3 separate regions of the Mus musculus genome follow, and all the other regions are linked to region 3. The links are chromatin contacts, called in public HiCAR-type and Micro-C maps. All regions are on one chromosome and are shown on one strand. The core of a region is the stretch at or near the end of the contact, and the rest is flanking DNA. Distances in the headings are between cores, read along the strand shown.

The links. A called contact is a pair of places that touch in the nucleus more often than the background predicts. HiCAR-type assays count read pairs that join an accessible place to other places.
Region 1: a contact with region 3 is called in a HiCAR-type map of Th17 cells, with 3 times the contacts expected there. The contact joins the enhancer-like site here to the promoter of Tgfbr3 in region 3. A contact is called at or near these places in 5 of 39 promoter capture datasets (cancer-associated fibroblasts, cranial neural crest, hippocampal neurons and 2 more), 2 of 15 datasets of contacts at CTCF or cohesin (the NIH/3T3 cell line and large pre-B cells), 16 of 484 Hi-C or Micro-C datasets (the AML12 cell line, the N1E-115 cell line, beige adipocytes and 12 more), 23 of 115 datasets of contacts at active chromatin or transcription factors (Th17 cells, bone marrow-derived macrophages, cardiomyocytes and 17 more) and 4 of 9 other capture datasets (adipose tissue, embryonic stem cells, liver and 1 more).
Region 2: a contact with region 3 is called in a Micro-C map of embryonic stem cells, with 2.0 times the contacts expected there. The contact joins the promoter of Btbd8 here to the promoter of Tgfbr3 in region 3. A contact is called at or near these places in 3 of 39 promoter capture datasets (3T3-L1-derived adipocytes, cranial neural crest and liver) and 1 of 484 Hi-C or Micro-C datasets (embryonic stem cells).

Annotation. Positions count from the first base shown.
Region 1 is chr5:107,099,724-107,103,470 of GRCm38.p6, forward strand. No RefSeq gene overlaps it. Among named protein-coding and RNA genes, the nearest start is that of Gm42146, 7.1 kb to the left of the region's middle. Within about 2 kb of position 1,603, at least 30 of the 459 cell types and tissues checked have an H3K27ac peak or open chromatin away from gene starts, as enhancers often do. A contact at or near this core is called in Th17 cells and uterus, where this site is marked.
Region 2 is chr5:107,436,150-107,439,855 of GRCm38.p6, forward strand. It overlaps Btbd8 (BTB (POZ) domain containing 8), which reads left to right and starts at 1,781. Exons shown (of 18, transcript NM_001378266.2): 1 at 1,781-1,996. The coding sequence starts at 1,848.
Region 3 is chr5:107,287,087-107,290,974 of GRCm38.p6, forward strand. Tgfbr3 (transforming growth factor, beta receptor III) reads right to left here and starts at 2,543. Exons shown (of 17, transcript NM_011578.4): 1 at 2,169-2,543.

The DNA of each region.
Region 1 (3,747 bases), core at 353-2,852, 190 kb before region 3:
AAAAAAAAGTCACATGTTTCCTTGGCTCTGGGCATGCTTCTCTGAATGCCAGCATCAGAAATCTTTTGAAACTAGACTAACAAAATCAGGCTTGCTTCACTTAGCAGCCAAGGTGTTCCATGTTTCCTACTGCTACCATCTGGCTGCATCGTGTAGGTGACATCATGCTAACTGGTAATGATGATACTGTTTCAGGATGTTACAAGTACAACAAGGCATGGCCCTGCACCTGATATGTCTGTGTATTGGTGACACTTCTGATGACAGACTACCTGAAAGAAAGCATTTAAGGGAGGAAGGACTTGTTCTGGCTCATGGCTCAGGGAATACAAACCATCACAGCTAGGAAGACATGACAACTGGGTGTCCAGAGTGGTGGGACCATCATATAGGAACTGACAGTTACAGTCTGAATAACCAGGAAGCAGAGATAGGGCCAGAGCCAGATGAACCCTTCAAGTCCTGCCCTCAGTTAATCCACTCCTGATAATTAGGTCACATCTCAAAGGTTCCACAACTTCTCCAAAAAATGCCACCAGCTGAGGTCACATACTCAAACATACAAATCTGTAGGGGGGCATTTTTATAGTCCAACTACAACAGACTCCATCATACCAGCCAGCATGGATGCTTGCTCCACTGCGCCAGCCCCTGGCACTGCCGCTGTGTCCTCCAGCAGAGACGATGCCGTTTGGGTGAGCACATTTGCCCCGACCTGTGTTTGGTTTTCTAATCACAGCATTACTCTTGTTTTTTCTATTGTCCCTGGAGACTGCACTGTTGGGAAACCCACGCTTGTGCCTCATGTGCCTCATACAGGAGGTGGCTGAGCTTTGTTCTTGGGGCTCTGGGTAAAAGTTAGTAGTTATTGTTTGCATGACTTTTGTTTTGAGCTCTTGCCTTGACTGTTGCTGTGGATTATGTGTGCATGCTGGGAAAACAGTCTTCCTGTCTACACGATGCTCAATCCCTTGGCAGGCTGAGGATATGTTCAAGGAGGGTTCAAGGAGGCTATGACATTGTAAGGGTCGATTAAGGAGTGGAGATTGTATGGATAGTGCTTGATGTATTTACATACATCTAAAACCATAACTATCATGATATCCCTAAGTAACCCTGGTTGTTGTTGTTGTTTTTCCTGCATACTATCCTAGCAAATGAAAAACAGATCAAATGGTTAGAAATATATGTGGGTCTTTACTATTGGATGTATGTAACTTTAGTATCATCCTAGTCCAGGTATATCCCAGGCAGGGTGAATTCAGTTTTTTCCTAACCCATAAATATGCTCATCTGGATACACAGGACCACACTTCCATGATTAGGTCCCCCAACAAGTTGCACTCTGCAGGACTCTAGATCTGTCTGCATCTCTGGTTTGTGACCGAGGGTACCTGGAGGTTGATCCTCCTACACTCATTCCCAGCCTTCACTTCTTCTCGAGCTAAGACGGTAGGTGGTGTGGCACAGATGCTTGTGTGTCTGAACACTTGGTCCCCATTGGGCAGTGCTGCATGAAGTGCTGTGCAACCTTAGACAATGGGGCCTCTCCAGAGGACGTGCGTCCCTGGAAGCTGGGCCTTGCCCAGCCACACTTCCTGTGTGCTCTCTGCTTCCTGCTCTGCCAAGATGCTAGGGGGTGAGAGCCCCACCCGGATGCTCACTCCTGCACCCGCAGAGCTGCTGCTGCCATGCCTTGTCCTCTCTGATGGATTCTGTCCCCTCAGACTCAGGCCCAGCAGACCCCATAAGCTGCTTCGTTTTGGGTTATTTGGGTACAGCAGAAAGAAACAAAATTACAATCCTGGGATTCCACTTTTGAGTTTGTTTTTCTTTTTAATGAATTCTCAGAGGCAACAAGAGGAGAAAAATCATTAAAAAATCAGTTCAGGCTGTGGCCTTCTGAGGAGGAGGGGTGACATCATGTGACCTTTACTTTAGTGTGGAAATCAAATCTACATGAAGCACAGCGTTCATTTTCTCTGGAAGAAAAAAAAAAGCTGAGATGGAAAGTTAGAGACAAAGGAAGAAAAATGCCAAAACTCAAACCTCAGACTATTAATGACATCTGTAAAAATTAATCAAGTTGCTTGCATGCTTTTGAACACATTAACTTAGGAAAGAGCGATGTATGAGCTTGGCTCGCTAGGAAACAAGAAAAAGATGCCAGCATTTTTCTCAGAAATGACGTTTGTTAATATTTCTTCATTTTATAGAATTATTATAGCATTCATAGGCAGCAGCTGGAAGAAACAACACACCACAAATGACTTTGACTTGTAAAATGTGTGGAACAGGAGAGAGAGAGAGAGAGTGAGGGAGAGACAGAGAGAGAGAGAGAGTGAGGGAGAGACAGAGAGAGAGAGAGAGAGAGAGAGAGAGAGAGAGAGAGAGAGAGCGCAGGGTTGCATGTTGATAGATCTGACATTGGTCTGCTTTTTATTACTGACCAGAAAACCTTTTCTCAAGATTTTTACAATGACAGAGAGGGGAAAGACAGATTTGTTCTCGAGAAAAATCAGAGAACCCATAGTGCTAAGAGTTACATTTTCCTTTGGAACATGGGATCAGTGAGGAACTTAATGAAAACGATGGCCTGTTGTTATTAACTCTTAGGTGGGCCTCCTACTGTTCTAAGTGTTTCCCGGTACTGCCTAGCTATGATTTCACACCAAATCTATCGCTTAATGCTGGGCAATCTCCACATCCCACCCCACCCCCCTTTTTCTTCAGTATGATTAAACCCATGGCCTTATAAGCATGCTAGACAAGAGTCTACCACTTAGCTACATCTCCAGCCCCTCATCATTTTTTTAAAAATTTAATACAATAGGAAATGGATGAACTTTAAACCTCCCAGTAGAATTGAATTCTGATCTGGAAGAAACAAAACTAGAGCCTTCCTTCATATCACACACATATGGCTTAAGCATGTGTGCCTTCCTTCATATCACACATGCATGGCTTAAGCATGTGAGCCTTCCTTCATATCATACATGTATGGGTTAAGCATGTGAGCCTTCCTTCATATCATACATGTATGGGTTAAGCATGCATCCAAACCTTAAGAGCAAAAATGACAGGTGTTAAGGTGTGTCTAGAGTCACAGAATCCCAGGAGGGACAAGAAGCCAATGGATACAAGAAAAAGATGGATGAAGCCAACTACCTAAAGTGACAAGCAATGATCCGGGTGATATGTTTATCATGAATAGAAGAGAAAGATAATGGTATGAAAGAAAACACTGGTCATACATGTGACACAAATCTTTCCCAATGAAGGTTAAAAACAAAAACAAAAGAAACCAAACTACTCATTAGAAAAATGGACAGACCCCCCCTCCCCCCAGCAGAGGCGGTGCAGATGGTTAGCAGATGGCTGCTCAACAAGAAAGAGTGGGTCTCCTTTAAAGATGTGATCCTTGGTAGGCTGACAGTCGGCTATTAAACATAGCGAGGGAGGGAGGGAGCTAGTGTAGAACTAGGAGACTAGGTCAGCGGGAGCAGTGAGAGGCTGAGTCTGATTAAAACACATCATACCTATGAAATTCTCAGAAATTAATAGACTAGATTTCCAAGAGGAGTTGGGGGAGGGGTGAGTATGATCAAAAATTGCCTGAAATTCTCAGAGTTAATAAAAAATATTCTAAAATATCATCATATGAAAAAGAAAAAAAAACAGGCAGAGAAATTAGAAATGTACAGAATGATCTGGAAAAGGCCATTATAAAATAGTTTAGAACTCACC
Region 2 (3,706 bases), core at 531-3,030, 150 kb after region 3:
CAAGTTCCCGAGGAATGCTGGACTTTTGTCTAACCACCAGAATTTGGAGAGATGGAATTTCATTTGGGCCTGACATATCGCACATTTGCATTAATAAAAGCAGATCCTAGCTTGGAGTCTTTAGAGCCACACGCTCGACTTAGAATAGTATAAAAGCCTTACAATTTAAGGACTATTGGGGTGGGGAAGCCCTCAAAAAAATGGCAGATAACTTAATAGTTGTGATATGAAACCAGATGGGGCAGTGGAGTTAGGCATGAAAACAGGAAGCTGTGAATCATGAGAGGGTTAACCTTCACTTTTTTTTTTTTTTTTTTTGGTTTTTCGAGACAGGGTTTCTGTGTAGCCCCGGCTGTCCTGGAACTCACTTTTTAGACCAGGCTGGCCTCGAACTCAGAAATCTGCCTGCCTCTGCCTCCCAAGTGCTGGGATCAAAGGCGTGTGCCACCACGCCTGGCCCTTCACATTTTCTTAATCCAAATCATTTATTCCTCAAAGCTAAGTAGGTGTAATGAGCACAGTAAAACAAAACAAAACAAAACAAAACAAAAAAACATGCATTTTAGATTTGTAAAAATAGCTTAGCCAGGAATTCCACTGAACTCAAGGCTGCACCTGATAACCAAAACCTAGTGGCACCACTTAGATAATTAGACACAGCCCTAGAATCCCGTTGACGCCAGTAGATAGAATGTAAACAGAGATTAAGAGTCTGCCCTGTGGCTGGAGAGTCTCTCCCAGGATCCTGACCCTTAATCAAAGACTGTTAGAGTCGTCTGATACAGGCTGACTCCATGACAGGCTTCAAATTGGCAGTCCAGGAGACTAGGCCTAAGAACTGGGCAAATCCAGGCAAGCCCAGGCAAGTCAGTTACTAGAAAAAAACCCTGGCTTTAGGCAGCTGGTCAGAAACTGCCCTGCCATCAGAAGCTGTCCTGCCACCTGGCCTGAAGCAAGGGCAAAGGGTCAACAACAGTTTCCATCCCCCACACCCTGGTAACGGAATATTCTTAGAGATGGAGCAAGATGAAGGTTATCTATCCCAGAATCCCCTAATGTGCTTAAATCAGGCCTGCGAGCTCACTTGATTGTCTCTGTCTTGGTAATGGGAGACCCCAGCATGCTGGACTTCTGTAGAATAAAACACTCTTTGTGTTTACATACTATTTGAGTCCTAGGTATCATTCCTTGGCGAATCATGGACCCTTATATAACCTTCAGCTAAGATACATCACCCAGTTAAGCAGCCTTAGGGAGATGGCCTTGGGACCATAGGAATTTAGGGCATGAACCTTATGTGATGACCCTCGGCATACTAAAATATAACTTGTGCTATACCAACTATGCCTATCTACCTCCTTGCTCAGGACATTAATACTCACTACTGGAAAACTCTTGTGATCCCATCCCCCACCTTACCCCCAACCCCCATCTTTCATAAAGAGGGCAGAGGATGCAGACACCCCAGAAAGAACACATACAAATTCTTCTCACATTGATTTCAAGTCACTTCTCCATAACACTCATTAAACGGTTGACTTAACACCAACCAGTAAGAAGAAAGAACAGATTACAGCTCTGGGGACCTTCCCTTCAGGTCAGTTAGGAGGGCGCAAACAGGCCAATGTAAACAGAGCGAGTGCGCCTGCGCAGCAGCGCCCGGTCACGTGGCTACGGGCTTTGAGTCCTAGGCGCGCGGTGCCTGGTCCGCAGCATTTAGGGACCGGCTGCAAACTAGGTGGGGGCGGGAATTTTCCTTCCGGGGCGGATTCGGCTGCGCGCTGTTGGGCTCGGGAACGCCCCCGTACCGGTCCAGCGCGGCCTGGCACCGGGGTTCTGCGGCCGACATGGCCCACTGTGGAGCGGGAGGTGCGGCCCCGGTGGCCCTTCTGAGTTCCCCGGGGCATGGCAGGAAGGGGCTGCCCAGGAAGGGGCCCGGGGAGCGGCGCCGGCTGAAGGCGGCGGTGTCGGAGCAGCTCAGCCGCGACGTGCTCAGGTAGGAGGCGGGAGCAGCGCTGCTCACTCCCTCCCCGCCTCGCTGCAGTCTCGCTGGGCGCCTCCCTCCCAAGGAGGCTCAGCCCGACCCAAGGAACCGGTGTCTAGGCACTCAGAAGGAGGACAAAAATTAGACCTACACGATGCGTTGCAACCAGTGTTTCTAAGGTTCACACACCGGCAGTGGCTGTTGCTGAGTTCGGGCTGCGTCCAGACCCTGAAACACATACCATGTCTTTAAAAAGTTGGAAGAAAAATTATTCAATTAGGAAAACGAGTGTTTTCTTGACATGAAGGACCGAACCGTGTGCCTTTAACGGGGCAGCTCAGGGTCACAGCTACCATTAATTCCTCTATGCTCTTAGCAGGGAAGGCATAATTCTGACAGGTGGGCAAGATGAACCCGGCCATCAACTAGTGGGGGAAACACATACTGCTGTACTGAAAATAATTCTGGCAATAGCTCTGCTGTGCAAACCTCCCATCCACCCAAGTGGTCAGACTTGCAGACTCCTGTCTCTATTTAAATTGTTCAAAGTGCAGACTGGGGCTGGAACTCGATTTAAAGATGACGGCATATATGAAAATGCATCTCCTAAGGTGTGTATATAAGTTAGTAAAAATTTACTCAAGGCCAGCTCTTCCTTAGGCATTAATTAGCCATACGCAGACCTGTGATAAGTGCGGGAGTGATTTCTTACTGGGAATGCGTATTCTTTCTATAATAGTGTGGGTGATGAGAACCAAACCCAGGCCCTCTGCAAGAGCAATGCTGCTAACCTCTGGATCATTTCTCTCTTATTGCACAATACTTTCGTTTGCTTATTTGGGTTTCGTTGTTTTGTTTTTTGGGTTGTTTTTTCTCAATGTAGCCCAGACTGTTCAGGAACTCACTCTCTAGACCAGGATCACAGATCAGCCTGCCTCTGCCTGTCATTAGAGGCATCTGCCACCACACCTGGCTTTATTCTACAAATCTTACTGTGAACAACTGTGGAAATTTGGGGATCTTCACGTTGAGCTCATATGTTTATCGGGAAAAAAAGCTGAGGTCCTCTTCTTCATAGTCTTCATAGTCTCATTAATAAAATGATTTTAAAAACAGAGTCAATAGGCAAGCTACATGTCTTATCAGCTGCCTGGAAGCATGGGGAAGAGAAAGCCGTGCCTTTTATATCAGGTCTAAGAAAGCTGGTAGGCTACCCAGTGGAGAACAGCTGCTGTGTGATGTGTGAGCTACTTCCAAAGAACAGTGAGAAAGTCCAGAGTGTATGGGCCAGTGTCTAAAAGAAAAGGATAGAAAGGAAAAGAAAACCTTATGCTTTGAGTTAGGACTCAGAAAAGCAGGCAGGTTTCTGTTGTTAGAGGAGCCCATTTGCCAGTGGTGACTACTCAGACACAGTTTCTAGCCAATTGAAAGTATTTGTTCCTATTGGCTGGGACCTAAGTGTACTCCCAAGCATTTAGGTGAGGGGCTTTTAAAGCCACTTCCCCTGTATTGTGCAGCTGCAGGGGGAATTTTGCACAAGCAAACACTGTAACAGAACTTGAGCAGTTAACTGGAGGGGAGGTCTGCACAGTAGGCAGTTTAACAAAAAAGCTAAATTGGCTGGAATCTGTTGACCTTGGATTCCTACAATAGAGTTGGTTAACTTTTTTGTGGGATTCTCTATCAAGGAAACCAAATGTTAGTTAAACCTGAAATGGCCTC
Region 3 (3,888 bases), core at 1,293-3,792:
CAAAATCTTACAGACATACCTCTCAAGGAAAAGCAAACTAGAAGGAGGGGGGGGGAACCCTGTGATTTGTATTTAAATATTTACCTAGTCACTACAGGTTCTAGACACACATTTAACATTCAGGCCCGGAACTCAAGATCATCCCACTTTTAACCAGTTGGAATTAATCGTAAAGCAACTTAGTTACTGTACTAGATAAAGCTACAATAATTTCCATTTCTGAAATATATGCTACACACAGTACAAACAGGTCTAGATGTCAGCAGGACATCAATAATATGCTGTGCGCCCCCTGCTGGCTAGTGTTTAAAATAACAATGAATTTCTCAAGGCATAGGCCTTTGAAGTGCTGGGGTTCAAAACTCAGTTGATGACTTTATTGTTTTTTAATGTACATATCTTAATCAACAGTTAAGCAAAGGTGGTGTGGGGTGGCCAGATTCCATCACAATAGGGGACGTTTAAAGCTGACAACAATGTCAAGAGAAAAAAGTATGCCTAAGCCTTGAAATGCTAAACAATGCAGAATTAAAGCCAAAAGCAGAGAACATCAAGAAACAGAGCAACATCCTCTTGCTGAGACAATGGCATGAAATCAAGTCGTCTTTAATAGCCCTTCAGGGGGTAAGAATTATTTCCCTGCCTCCTGTGCCAGCCTCAAGCTGTTTCCTAAGGAAGCCAAGCGGCCTTGATCAACAATGTCTGGTGGATTAATAAAAGTAATGAAGAATAAAGATTGAAATTAACACGAGTCAGAGTTCTATTTATAATTATTTGGACCCAGACTCAGAGAAGCTGGATTCTGGCTCCTGCAAAGTACATACGTATATGATCCTCTAAATTAATCACAGATAATTTGTATCTGTGTTTCAAAAGATGTATTCAACTCAGACAGGAAGCTGGGTGAGAACAGAGGGCCAAGGACTTAGGGCCCATGGATCTTACCACACTTTCCGCCATGACTGACCGAGGCAGCTCTTGGGTTAAAAGTAACAGAAAGCTCTATGTGACCTTGGACAAGTAACTTTGCCTCTAGCTGCTGGAGTCTAGCATATATGATCTGTAAAATGGGTCCACTAAAATCACTTTGAACCAGAGTTGACGTAGTCTTTAAGCCCTGACAGGAACTAGCTGGAGTTGCTGGAGATACTGACATACAGGGAGGGATCAATATATTCCCGTTTTAGTACCCCAAAAGGACCTGCTGAGCTCTCCCTAAAATTACCCGCTACAATCTAAAGGGCCATTCCCTGGATATTAAAGGATCCCGATATGGGTTTTTTTGCGTGTTGGTACCCTCCCAAACCGCTCACTTCTTCGAAGAAAGAAGAAATTTTAAATTGGCTGGTTCTTTATCTCAGTCTGACACTCACGGGATGCCTATCCTCGCGGCTCTCCTGTCACAGCAGGGCGCAGCACGAGGCGCTAACACCTGTGCTGCGCTCCGCACGGTCCCAGTCAGAAACATCTGTGCACTCCTCCAAACCGCACAGCCACCTTGGGGGACCGTGTCCTCCCAGTTCACGGTTAGCGAGTAGGGCAACTGTTTGCACCAACACCTAAGCCGTGATACTTGCGGCTTGTCACTCCAGCTGTCTGCACTCCTATCCGGTGCGGGAAGGTGGGACAAATGCCCCAATAAGCCCAACTCTACAAGCGGATTCCTCTAGCAACATCCAAGAGTTTCAAGTTTGTCCCAACCAAGTTCACAAATCGTAGGGAGCCTCTACCATCAGCGGGAGCGCCACAAGGTTAACCCGGGAGCGTCCTTCACAGCGTTTTCGGGACTGACTCCCCGAGCCAGGGCGCGGCCAGCGGGGACCCAGGACTGGCGTTGGCGCGCGAGTCCCGCGGCCGCGGCCTCTGCTACCCATCATGGTCGAGTGCCCACCCACGCTGTCACGCGCCAGGAGCGCAGTGGCCTGCAGCCCCGCACGGGACTAGGAAACCGTGGAGAGGAAGAGCGAAAGCGGGTGTGGGGAACTCCTCCCCGGCGCTGCCCACCCGGGACCGCAGCGGATCCCGGTTCCGCTCAGCGTCAACCCTGCGGGACCAAAGCCAGGTCCCAGCCTCGGGGTCCTGGATGGCCAGAGCAACCCCGCAAAGCAGGCACCGACCCGCACTACGCAGCGTGCACAGCCTCTGATAGGGCGCCAAACCGCACGTACCTCGCAAGCGGTGTGTCCAGGACCGGTCGTCCAACGCGAGGTGGGGGAGTAGCCCAGACGAGTCCCCGCGCCCAGCGCGCGCAGGCGGCCGCGAGCTCAGCAGCCGCAGTTCAACTGCGCCATCCGGACCCCGCCGGGGACTTTCACCTCCTGCCGGGAGCTCGCGGAATCGCGCAGCGAAAGTGGCCTGGAAGGACAGCAGCCCGCTTCTCCCTCTCCACCTCTCTCTCTCTCTCACTGCCAGGGAGGAGGAAAGTGGCGCTCGGCGTCCCCGAAAGCCTGGATCACCCCCATCAGGCCCGTGCGGCGCCCTAACTCGGCCGCGCACACGCGCGGGCGGGGTCGGGCGCGCAGCCACAGCAATCAGCGAAAGGGGGGAAGGGCACCGCGGGCCTCGGGGGCTCGGCCGCCTAGAAACTCCTCCTCCTGCCCCTCCTCTCCTCCTCCTCCACTGCTGATGGATGAGCCTAGAGAGCTTGCTCCAGCCTGTGCTTCCCTTCGGGCAGAGAAGGCTGGAGCTGTAAGGATAGAAAGGAAGTCGGGTGTGTGTGTGTGTGGGGGGGGGGGGGGGGGGTTCGGCCCGAGATGGGATGACAGCTGGGCATCCCCGGCCTGGAAGAAGTGTGGAGTACCCGGGATGTGGCGCGCACTGCGAAGACTCGCTGCCTTTCCCTAGATCCTTCAAACTACCAGGGCCTTAGGAGAAGATAGTTTTATTGGATTCCTGGTTGTTGATATAAAAATTCCTTTAAAAAAAATCTCAGAGAAACCCATTCCCACATCGAAGCCCCATGCACACATTCATTCTGCCCCAGTTTGGTTTTTCTCCAGTTTCGGTTATCTAAAGATATGCTCTTGTGGTGTGGTCAGGGTCTCTTACTTTCTACAGCCTAGCTCAAAGTGCCTTCTCCAGCTGCTGAATTAAAGTGCCTTCTCCAGCTGCTGAATTCCATTCCTACGGTTTCCCCGCGGCCCTCTGAACACAGGATAGGCGAGCACACAGGGTCCTGCCTGCATGAATGTGCTTTGCAAGAGTTGAATGCAGCTACTTCAGTCACCAACACAAATCTGGCACTGTTTACGCTTCACTTTCTATTAAAAGGTGAATTGCCCATTGGGGCTATAGCTCGGTAGTAATGTATTTGCCCAGCATACACAGAGCCCTGAGTTTGAGCCCCAGCACCACATACAACCAAGTACGGCAGAAGAATCACAAGTTCAGAACCAGCCTTGGCCAGAGTAGAGGTCAGAAGACAACTTTCTCCCTTTCCTCAAGTAGGGCCCAAGAATCCATCTTTGGTGCATTTCTTCAGGGTTGGCAGCAAGCACCTTTATCCATGGAATTCTGTCACCAGTTACTTCACGGGAAACTCTACAGGTGCCACAACAGATGGAGTGACTGAAGTGTCTGGTTCAAAGACAAGTTTCCAGTCTTGACAGCTGCTGGATCGTCAGGGAACCTTTGCACAAATGAGTAGCCCAGCTAGACTTTTGTAATTTTAAGTTTTTAAAGCCTATTTTTAATGATGTTTCTTAAACACTTTAACCTCCCTTCTTGCCCACCACCCTCCAGAGAAGTAGGAAAAACCAAAGGATATGGGGAAGTAGACCTGTTTAGAAAGGTTCTTTGGAGCAACTCCCATCTGTGTTGTCTGGAAATCTGTAGTTCAGTTCACAGGTTTGAAGAGACAGTTGGATCCACTCGCAAACACTTCACAGA